3 separate regions of the Mus musculus genome follow, and regions 1 and 2 are each linked to region 3. The links are chromatin contacts, called in public HiChIP or PLAC-seq and promoter capture Hi-C maps. All regions are on one chromosome and are shown on one strand. The core of a region is the stretch at or near the end of the contact, and the rest is flanking DNA. Distances in the headings are between cores, read along the strand shown.

Region 1 (3,447 bases), core at 606-3,105, 560 kb before region 3:
AAAACCTTCAACTTCACCTTGTGCTCCTCTCACCCCTGGACTGAGGGCTCTTCTTAGGCTCTTCTTAGCGTCAGCTTTAACAAATTTCAACCCCCAAGTATCAGGAAAGCACACTTTGACCCCCTTACTCAGCTAACCCTCCAGCCCCAACCTTGTATTAACTGGTCTCCAGTCCACCTCAGTGAGTGTTTGACTTCATCTCCTGAGGCAGTCAAGAAACCTGCCCAATAAATAGCAGTGTAAAAGCTTAGAACTTAGCGGTAGCTAAGACTGCTCAGTGTGAGGGGAAAGTGGAGCTTTACTGCAAACTCCCTCTAATGCAGTTTAGAGAATAAGGAGGACATGAAGGGGGGGCAACAAAGAGGAGAATGGAGAGCCCCAAACTTTCAAAAAAAAAAAAGATCAATAGAGTCCTTCTCTCCTTTGTGTGAGGTGCTTGGTGCTAAAACGACTTCTGGTGAACTTCAGTCTCTATAGATTCCTTTAGAGTTAGTAGCAACCCAAAGTTAACAGTTTTCAAAATTGATCGCCACTTTTGTGGGACTTCTCCCACATTCTGCTTCTTCCTGACTGCGTGGGAAAGGTGATAGTAGGCAGATCCTGCCAGCCAGTCGATGAAGGTTCAGTAAAGGGGTAGTGGCTTGTTGCCCACCGGCAGAGTGTGGTCCTCCAAGGGGGGAAGGAGAGCAGAGCTCTGATACTGCTGGGCAGGAGCTGGGCTCTCTCCCCGCTGCCTGGCCAGGGGAATCATTGTTCAGCCACTGGGGTCACTCTTGGTCCCTTCTATTGCAACCCAAGAACAAGTATCACCACAGTGTGGGGACCCATTGACACAAACAAGCAGGACCCAGTCCCCACCTTCTCCCTAAGGTTAGTAGTAGCCTGAGGGAGAGGCAGGCTAAAGCTTGCTTTTCCTTTTCTTATTCCAAAGGAGTTAATTATCCAGGCTTTGGACATGAGCCCACAATTCAGGCTCCTCTTCCCACCTCAACCTGACACCCTGTTCAGCATACTTGCCCTTCGGGTTTCAGCCCCTTATTACAGTTAGAAATAAGGCATGTGCGCACACATGTAGGTTCAGTGTAGCAGAGATCTCGAGGGGAAAGACAATGACTAACGGTGGGCTACATTATCCCCTGGACACGGAGTGTGAAACCTACTGGTTAACTGCCTCTCTGAGGGTTCTGACGATCAGCCAGACACCCCTTCTTGCGGATCACAGCACACAGGAAGACAGTCCTTTCTCAGCGCTCTGCACGTGGTTCCGGGATCCTGGCTAGCAAGTTTCCAAGCCCCATCTCCAGAGGTAGTGTGCTCAGAAAAGAGGCAAATGAGTAACTACAACTGTGCACCAAGCACCGTTAAAAAAAAGTGCCTCCAACTAACCTCAGCTAACAGTGCATCCCAAACGATCCCAAAGCTAGCATCCTTTCTTGAAAATGTGCTAGGCACACAGCAACTTCCTTACTCGCTCAGTAGTGATTTTACTTTATCTTGCAAGAGCCTGGCAGAAATCCTCTCTCTGCCCAGGCATGGCTCAGTGCACAGGACTCTTTTTTTTTTTTTTTTTTTTTTTTTTTTTTTTTTTAAGTAAGCAGAAACTTTACCGTTGAGTGGGGCTGAGCTGGAAGGCTGCTTCTTAAGGATCACCAACAGGAGGACGACAGTCGCGCGCAGGCTGCGGTGAGGCATCTTTGTCCTGGCGACTCAAAGCTGCCACTCACTCGGAGCTGTGGGGCGCTCGGAGCTGGCAGCGGCGCACCAGCACAGTGTGCACTTAGCCTGGGACCAAGACGTGCACGTTGGTTGTGTAGACTCGTGGCTGCCTGTAGGCTGCTTTTTAATGCCGCGACTCAACCCTAAACATGATGTCATCAGGCAGGAGGGCGGGGCAGAAAGCCCAGCCTACCGGAGGGCAGGAGCCCCAGGTCCGAGGTGAGTTGAGGTCCTGACTTAAGTGGTCCTCAGTGGCCCACTGCGGCGGTCCTCTGGGCCACAGGTTACTTGGGGGAGCCAGTTCTCACAGGGAGGTATGGAAAGTCAGGGACCCGTGCAGCACTCACTTCCCTAGATGTGACTGTGGTCTGTCACTGCCCTTACTTGAAAGCCCCAGCATAGAATGCTGTTTGGGCCAAAGCCTCATTCAGGGTCTGAATGTTTCTGCCTGGTCTTAGCCAAGTAGCTGTGAATTACACATCACATCCAGATTAAGCTCTTCTCAACGAAACCACAAAGAGACTGCGAATCGGAAACTAAGATAAAGGGATTCACAGAAATGAGTCGCTTTTCTTGGCGATTAGCATTTCCCTTAGGAGGAGGAGGCATGTAGACAAGGCTTACTCCTTGTGCAAATTCACAGGATCAGCCCATCTTCGGTAGGCAGCAGGTGGAGAAGGTGCCCTCTCTGAAGTAGTGGTGAAAGAAAAGGACTTGCTTTATTACCGAGTGTCTACAAGCATCAGAGACCAGGCTAGGGGTTATGTGGACCAGTGGCCAGGCTGTTTCCAATGCTGGTTTATCACCTGTTGCTACTCCTGCCCACTATTCTCCAATCTCCGCTTGCTTTGCAATATGCACACTTACACTCTAGACAGGAGCCCGTTGTTCTGATCACGTTTGTGTCTAGCCCGCCCATGCGGAGCTGAATCTTCCTGGCCTCCTGCTCTGCTGTTCCCCACCCTTACCTCCTATATCGTCTGTTTGTTATTCCCGCCCGAGATGGTCTCTGCTTCCCTGGCTCCTCCATATCTCTCTACCACCTCAGGTGTGGGGCTCAGTTTCCTGCTCCTACTAACCCTGGTCTCCTGCTGCCTACACATACGGAATAGTACATAACCCCATGTTTGTAACCTGGCCCGCCATGCCCTCTTCTCTGGGCCAAGTCAACCAGCCCAGCCCTCCCCCATCCCCCATCTGTTCTGGCACTCAACCTACAACTCAGGTTGGCCTTGGTGACCAAAGAGGCCATTTGTTCACCTACAACTTGGAGAGACTGAGCAGCCGAGAACCACCAGGAAGCAGGTGTCGCCTGCATTTCAAGGGGTGTTATTGTTCTGTCCCTAACAGCTCAACTATTGTATGGGTAATAAAGGGCTTGAAATCTCTTCAAGGAAGTTGTTACAATGACAATTTTGTCACAATCATTTCCAGACCACAATAAGCTTAAGGGTGACCTTTTCTCAGAGATGAATAGCCTTGAATGAGCTCTGGAGTGGCTTAGGCAGTCTTGTTAAAGGCTGAGGTGGACTGGGGAGCAGAAGGCCCAGAGAGACCCCTGAATGTTCTGAGATGCAGATTCTGGGCCCAGAGAGTGAAGCCTTGACTAGTTCAAGGCCAACTGGATCATACCTGCCACCGGCCTGTGTCACTCCCACGACAGGTGTTTTTCAGTATGTCGGAAAGTACTCAGTTCAACTTCTCAAATGTTCACTTTAAACGGATCCCCAA
Region 2 (3,639 bases), core at 838-3,337, 660 kb before region 3:
TACACCCCAATTGCTGCACCCCTTCCTGGTCCTCATCTCACACACTCCCTCCCTGTGTATCCCCAAACCCTGGCATATCAAGTCTCTGCAGGGCTAGGTGCATCCTCTCCTGCTGAGGCCAGTACAAGGCAGCCCAATTAGGGGACCATATTTCTCAGACAGGCAAGAGCTTTAAGGATAGCCCCACTCTAGTTGTTGGGTGATCCACATGAAGAAAGAACTTCACATCTGCTACATATGTGCTGGGAGTCTAGGTCCAGCCTGTGCATGCTCTTTGGTTGGTGGTTCAGTCCCCATCCTTGTCCCCTCTCCTACCCAGTCCCCTCCCTCCATCTGTCTCCTATAACTGTTTTATTTCCCCTTCTAAGTGAAAGTCAATCATTCTCAATTGGGCCTTCCCTCCTGTTTAGCTTCTTTAGGTCTGTGGAGTAGAATGTGGGTATCCTGTACTATATGGCTAATATCCACTTATAAGTGAGTGGATGCCATGCATGTATTACATACTTAATAAAGTTGTTAGGAGTTACCATATAAACTTTCTGTGTTGTATCCACGTTTAAATGTCTGATGGTGGCCAAAATGTTCTTTTAATTAAAAAATTAACAATTATTATGTGTGTGTGTGGAGGTCAAAGGACACGTGTATAAGCCAGCTTTTTTCTTCCATTGATTGTTGTATTTCATAGACACCTATACATCTTTTTATTCTAAGTGGGAATAAATTCTAGGCCTGAACTTACAAGGCAGTAAGGAAATAGTGTGACCAAGCATGGTGGTGCACTTTTGTAACCCTGTGTCTGAGCTGAGGCAACAGGATTCTTAGTTTTTGATCCAGTAAAGGGTTATTATGTACCTATACTTGTGTTGTTTGCTTGTTGGTAGATCAGAAACAAACATTAATGTGTGCTTGTGCACCCTCTGCATACCTGAGGAGCCCAGAAGCAGGCTTTGGATCCCTTGGAACTGGTCTTACAGATGGCTGTGAGCCATCATATGGATGCTGAGAACTGAAACTTCTGTCAGCAAACAAGTACTCTTTACCACTGAGCTATCTCTCCAGCCCCTTAGAATGTGATCGAAAACCAAGAAACTCACTCTACTCAAACCTTTAAAAAGGCCCTCAGAGGGTTTGCTGGGTGAATGAATGAAGAAAGAGATTAATGAAGAGTATTACTATCTACTACTCCATCCGCTAAGTTGCTCACGTTTCTTATTAAGTGTGCAGTATTCTCTTCTTTAAAAAAGAAAATCTTTTTGTGCATGTGTGCATATGTGCATGTGTATGGTGTGTGTGTGTTGGGGGGTGGGGGTGTTTTCATTCCTATGCAAGTGTGAGGACAGGAACCTATATTTGGTGCATATGTGGGGGTCACATGACAACCTTGGGGATTTCCTTCACCTTCTACTTGTTTGTGACAAGGCCTCTGTTGTTTGGTTGGCTGTTGCTGTGAGTGCCAGGAGAGCTGGGCAGGGAGTTTCAGGGAATTCTTTTGTATTCAGCTCCCATCTGACTGAAGAAGTGCTGAGATTATGATTGCCTGCTACCTAGCCAAGATGTGCATGGGTTCTGGGGGTGCACACTTTAGTCCTAACCCCAGTCCTAAGCGTTGAACTCCGGAATTAATACAAATTACGGGAAACAGTCACGTGGGAGCTAGACCCGTAGTCTCTGATGTACCGAACTTTGTAGGATCCGGTGAGACTGCATCAAGCACCAGGCATTGGTGTCTCTATCAGGATATAGAACCCTTTGGTAGGGCCTCTGTTTTCCCTCATTTGTCAACCTAGCATTCTATCTTACTTTTCCTTTTAAGCACTCAATTTCAATCCAGCATAGGATCTTGCCCCTAAATTTCAGCCCCCAAGGGTTTTGGTTCTATGCCTGCTTTTGTCAGAATGGGAAAAACTGGACCTCATCCCTTGACCTGTTGTTCCCAGTACCGGATAACACCAGAAGGTAACACTGTGCTCCGTTTGGCCCAGTGCAGCTGCTAACCTAATTTCCTTTCAGCTGGATAACAGACAACATCAACAGGCACCAGCCCAGGTTCCCCAGGAGACCACAGCAGGTGGCTAGCTTTCTCTCAGAAAGGCTCACTGAAATTGGATCATTCTACCCAGCCTTTGATACTACAGCTTCTACCTCTGTTCTTCTTTTCTTCCCCACTGGGATATTTTCATAATGGAAATTCCAACATGCCAGACAAGCCCATTGCCGCTAAAACCCACCCACCTAAAACAGGATTTTGTTGTTGTTGTTTTGGTTTGGGTTTTTTGTTTGTTTGTTTGTTTGTTTTTTTTGGCAATATCAGAGAAAGTCTGAAAATGTTAATTATATTGACTCATGTTTATATATCTTTTTCTAAAACTAGCAAGTGTTTCTAATTGTAAAAAGCAAATGGTGCAAAATTATATACTTGTTTCAGTAGCCAGTACTTTTTTAACACCTCATAATTTACCAAACTGAACATTACCAAAGTCTCAGGTTCTTGTTGCAGACAGCCTTCTGATTCCAGAATACTTTACTATATTGGAAAGCATTTACAACCAGCCATGAGTTCATATTCAAGTTACTCAGTCTCAGCGCCAGAGCCTCTAATACTTCGGCACTAACTTGGGATAATGAGACTTGCTACAAAGGGTTGTTTGAGAGGCGAATCAGACAGCAGATCAAAACCACCAGGACCAGCACTAAGGAGGAGGTCATTTCCTCCCTCCTCTCTCATTTCCCCTGGTAAAATGAGCTAAAGTTAAATTGACAACAAAATCAGTTCTGAAGACATCCTACAATTTTTACAAGGCACTCCAATATCAAAATTATAAGTATGGAAGCACAATTGGCTACTTTTTCCTCCTTGCATAGACTAAGCAAGTTTGAACAATTTTAAAATTAAAAAGCATTTAAAGACTTTTTTAAAGATAGAAGCTCCTTTGTTTATTTAGTTGCTCTGATTTGCAGCCCCTGGTCATTTTGAGTGTGCAGTCAGCCTGTTGTTGTGGCTTGGTTTTGTAGCCAGGAATATTAGGTACATAAAAAGGAACATTCCTTTTAAAGTAGTCATGGTGGAAGCAATGTATGCTTTCCTGAAATGAGATTGTGTCTGAAAAATCCAACCAACATCCTGAAGTCTGATCGTTGTTTTTCTTGGGTACATCAAAATAGAAGAATAACTTCCCAGATTACAATGAAAAAAGTCATGCATTCTTTTAAACAATCACTGAAAGAATGATTGTATCTTGCACCAGAAATTTACATAAATCCACACACTTATCTGCCTCACATATTTTTTTCTTGAGTCCATACCTTGTTCAGAACACCAGCTTCAGGTTTTTATCTCCTGGTTTCTATGCACATATCTGTCTTAAAGAATAGCCCTAATTTAGTGTGTCCCTTACTGATTGATTCATGCTGCTTTCTCTTGGGCTCCGTAACAAATATTGAAATAGTTTTCATGTAAACTGTTTCACACAATGCATGACAAATTAACTCAAAATGAATCAATAATCTAAATATTTGAGCTAAACCATAAAAAATAAAGAATCATAATGTTAGATAAACCTTCATGACCTCAGATCTGGCAGTTAAGCCCTAGTTATGACAACAACAGCACAAATGGACAACTAGACTTCCTCCAAATTA
Region 3 (3,421 bases), core at 308-2,807:
CTGGGAATTCTCCTTCCTACCCATGGCCTTAATGGCAAGCAACACTCTAGGAGGTAACATAGACCTCCTGGGACCCCACAGAAAGGGACCTCCCAGTTACCTTTCCAGTTTACTCTCTTCCTCAGAAGTCAGCAGGCTGAGGAAGTGATACAGAGCACTCCCATCCCACGGTATCCTTGCTGTGGACTGGGGTTTGGGGTAAAAACTTAACATTGAAACAAAAGTCTGAACCCACTGGGATCGGGTCTAAGTCACTTGTTAGACAAAAGGAGAAATCTGAGGTCCAGAGAGGGAAAGGGACCTTTCCACCATGGCACAGCTAGGCCATCAAACTTCCCAGGGCTTCTCTTGATACCCACACAACTCCTCCATGGATGGCTCAGGACTGGAAAGCCAGTGGCTTCTGGGAGAACAGTTCCAAGGAGAAGGTGCCCAAGTTTGGCAGGGACAGGCAGTGGTTTGGAACACGTGCGCACATACACACACACATGAAGAATCCTCAGACTCAGGTCTGGGGAAACTGCCAGCAGTGCCAGCAGAAGGGAGGAGACTCTAGCATCACAGAACCCCTTTGGATGATCCCTGATAAGGATGTTGGGGCTCAGAAGGTCAGCCACCTCCCTGAGTTGACATGAGAAAAACTCAGTCTTTTAATAAAAGGTTCAGCTTCTTTGGGCAGCCGGACTGTTTGCCCCCCACATCTAACAGAATAGAAGGCTCTAGAGAAGCTGTCAGGGTTGGCTGGTTTATTCCCTCCAGCAGGTAGTTTGTTGTCCCGGGGCAACAGATACCCACCCATTCCTGACACTTCAGTCAAGCCTCCAAAGACAGCTACTGGTCTATCAATACCATGACTTTAGATGCCAAAAACTTAACCGGCGGGCAGGTGGAGACAGGGAGGGCTTTGAACCCAACTCTGAAGCAGTCAAGGTACCAGCCACTTTTAGTCAACAAAATTCCCCTAGGATGCCAAGCCAGTTAGTTGGGAACTAGTGTCAGAAACCAAAAGAGCTGCCCCCAGCTACCTTTAGATGACAGGGAACCAGGGAGTGTCCCTCCACCTGCCCGCAGCTGTTAGGCCACACTGGAGGTTCATTTCACAGGAAGCAACCTCCCGGGCTGAGGCGGGGAGGAGGAGGTGTGAGCCCACAGAGGCTGGGCTTGTTTCTCTCCTATTGGGGACTTTTGAGGGGGCCAAACTTGATGCATGGTTGTTTCCATTCTCCTGCCCAGATGTCAGGCCTCTGTCCGTCAATCCCCATCCCGTCTCTGGGACCAGAGTGTCAAGCTTAGGAGGCACCCCGAGGTAGTAGTAGCCTGCAGACTGGCCTCCGGGTGCCGTCCCAGCGCACAAACCACAGAACGGCTATATCCTAGACAGGCAATGCCCGACCACCCCAGCCACTGCTGCCGTCGAATCCCGCGGCCCGGGCGCTACTCACGGCGAAAGGCTGCGCTGCATGTGCGGAGAGCTGGACGTGCACCGGGGCGCGGCGGGGTGCGCGGCGCTCCGCTCTGCTCTGCTCCCTGCGCCCGGCGTCCGCCCGCAGAGCCGCCGAGGAGCAGAGGGGGCGGAGCGGCCAGCCCGGTCCCAGGCGCCGGCTGGAGGCGCGCCCGGACACTCGGCCCGGAGCTCGGGGCGCCCCCTGCTGGAACCCCCGCGGGACCGCCCCGAGGTGAGGACTTGGATGCTCGTCCCTTCCCGCCCTGTCTCTCACATGCTGTGCCACCTGGAACGAATCAACTTGAGTAAGCTAATGATCAACGCACTTCACAACCCAGCACAATTGCCAGAAAACAGAATTTCTCTGCCCTTCGTCCCCACCCACGCACACCCTGACTGATCAGATTCTCTGGGGACCTCGCTCCACACAAGGGTAGGAAGCTCTCATGTGCCCCACTCATTCCCGGCCCAGCTTGAAGACTGCCCATATTTGCCTATTACCACGCCAACCCTGGCACCATTCTTGAGTGTAGTCCGTGTATCACCATTAAGCCTGTCTTAATGAAGGACTTGGGAGTTGATTCTCCCTTCCTTTTGCAAATTATCAGAAGGAGAAAATATCAGTGGTAGCGTTGGTGGCTGGAAACAAAACTGAAGTTCAATGGTCTCCATTCAAGACCAGAGACATTTTAAGGATGGCCACCTAGAGCCTCCAGCCCTAAGTCACTGTGACAGCTAACACTGTCAATGTGACTGGATTTACAATCAGGAGATAAACCTCTGGGTATGCCTATAGGAATTTCTAGATTGTGTTTCCAGAGCTTTAGTGAGACCAGCCCTAGATGTGCACAGCAATGGTCCACGGGCTGGGGTCCAGGAATTAAAAAAAAAAAATCGGTGAGGAGAAACTGGCTAGTGAGGGCTGCTCTTCTCTGACCATTGCTGCAATATCTGGGACAGCCTCCGGGAAGATCCCAGACCTTTGCGTGTGACCTTTCAGATCTGTGCAGTTTAGAGGGCTCTCTGTGAACAGAGAACCAGGATTCACCTCATATTTCTCTCTCCCTCCCCCTCCCCTTCCCCTCCCCCCCCTTCCTGAGGCTGGGCACAATGTACCCAGCTGCGCCACGCTCCTGCTGCCATGATGGACTATACCCTATACCTTCTAACTGTGAGCCCGTTCTTGAGTTGCCTCCCCCACCCCTTGAGTACTTTCTCACAGCAACAAGAAAAGTAGCACAGATCCCCCCTTAGGGATCCTCCCTAGAGCTAAGGATGTAAGATTCTGAGTCATGGGTGTAGTCCAAAGTCCTGCCCTATCATCCATGTGTGGTCAGCCACCAGAAAGTGGGAACAACAACCCTTCTGGTAGCTTCCAGTGAAGTCCTGAGTAGCACTGGCGGAGGGTGACATGTGAAATGTGCCCAAGGAGCACACTACCCCTCAGCCTTTTCAACACCAGGAACCCTGAAAATGCCACTGAGTACCGCCCAACTCTCTCATTGTGTCTTGAACAGTCTCAGGGAAGATCCCAGACCTTCACTTGCGTGTGACTTTCAGGTTTGTGCAGGTTCTGGGGTTCTCCTCAGAATAGCATGCTAGAGAGAAGTAGCTACCATCTGATGGCTTCTGAAGTCAGTGGACAGAGGGAAGGACACACACACACACAGTGGCCACCACAGTAGCGAGGTCCCTCATCCTCCAACCAGCCCCAGATACCTCCTCCCCCATTTTTAAGTCTGTTGCTGTGTGACAAACCATCCTAGCCTTGCTGATACAAAACACAAATTTCATTATGCTCCTGCATTCCTGGAGTCCACTCTCTTAAAGCCACTCTACTCTGAACCCTGCCACCTCAGTTCAATTCTTTCTTGTCATTTTCCCTGACCATGTCGTAACTATGATTAAGGTTCACTTTCAACAAGAGCAAAACAACATCTTGTCCATTTTGATCTCCATAGATTGCATGCTATCCCA

The links. Promoter capture Hi-C pulls out the DNA fragments that hold promoters and counts their contacts. HiChIP or PLAC-seq counts read pairs in DNA pulled down with a chosen protein or histone mark.
Region 1: a contact with region 3 is called in a promoter capture Hi-C map of neutrophils, with 3 times the contacts expected there. The contact joins the promoter of Car12 here to the promoter of Dapk2 in region 3. A contact is called at or near these places in 15 of 39 promoter capture datasets (the 3T3-L1 cell line, 3T3-L1-derived adipocytes, the C10 cell line and 9 more), 2 of 15 datasets of contacts at CTCF or cohesin (large pre-B cells and pro-B cells), 14 of 484 Hi-C or Micro-C datasets (B cells, CD8 T cells, the G1E-ER4 cell line and 6 more), 6 of 115 datasets of contacts at active chromatin or transcription factors (T-cell acute lymphoblastic leukemia, embryonic basal ganglia, embryonic stem cells and 2 more) and 4 of 9 other capture datasets (adipose tissue, embryonic stem cells, liver and 1 more).
Region 2: a contact with region 3 is called in an SMC1A HiChIP or PLAC-seq map of large pre-B cells, with 8 times the contacts expected there. The contact joins the enhancer-like site here to the promoter of Dapk2 in region 3. A contact is called at or near these places in 9 of 39 promoter capture datasets (the 3T3-L1 cell line, the C10 cell line, cranial neural crest and 6 more), 2 of 15 datasets of contacts at CTCF or cohesin (large pre-B cells and pro-B cells), 12 of 484 Hi-C or Micro-C datasets (CD4 T cells, centrocytes, double positive thymocytes and 6 more), 2 of 115 datasets of contacts at active chromatin or transcription factors (craniofacial prominence and embryonic midbrain) and 1 of 9 other capture datasets (embryonic stem cells).

What each region holds. Positions count from the first base shown.
Region 1 is chr9:66,712,094-66,715,540 of GRCm38.p6, reverse strand. It overlaps Car12 (carbonic anhydrase 12), which reads right to left and starts at 1,855. Exons shown (of 11, transcript NM_178396.5): 1 at 1,608-1,855. The coding sequence starts at 1,692.
Region 2 is chr9:66,811,964-66,815,602 of GRCm38.p6, reverse strand. Aph1c (aph1 homolog C, gamma secretase subunit) reads left to right here. Exons shown (of 6, transcript NM_026674.3): 6 at 1-609. Among named protein-coding and RNA genes, the nearest start is that of Aph1b, 18 kb to the right of the region's middle. Within about 2 kb of position 2,087, at least 19 of the 459 cell types and tissues checked have an H3K27ac peak or open chromatin away from gene starts, as enhancers often do.
Region 3 is chr9:66,156,362-66,159,782 of GRCm38.p6, reverse strand. It overlaps Dapk2 (death-associated protein kinase 2), which reads right to left and starts at 1,557. Exons shown (of 12, transcript NM_010019.3): 1 at 1,443-1,557.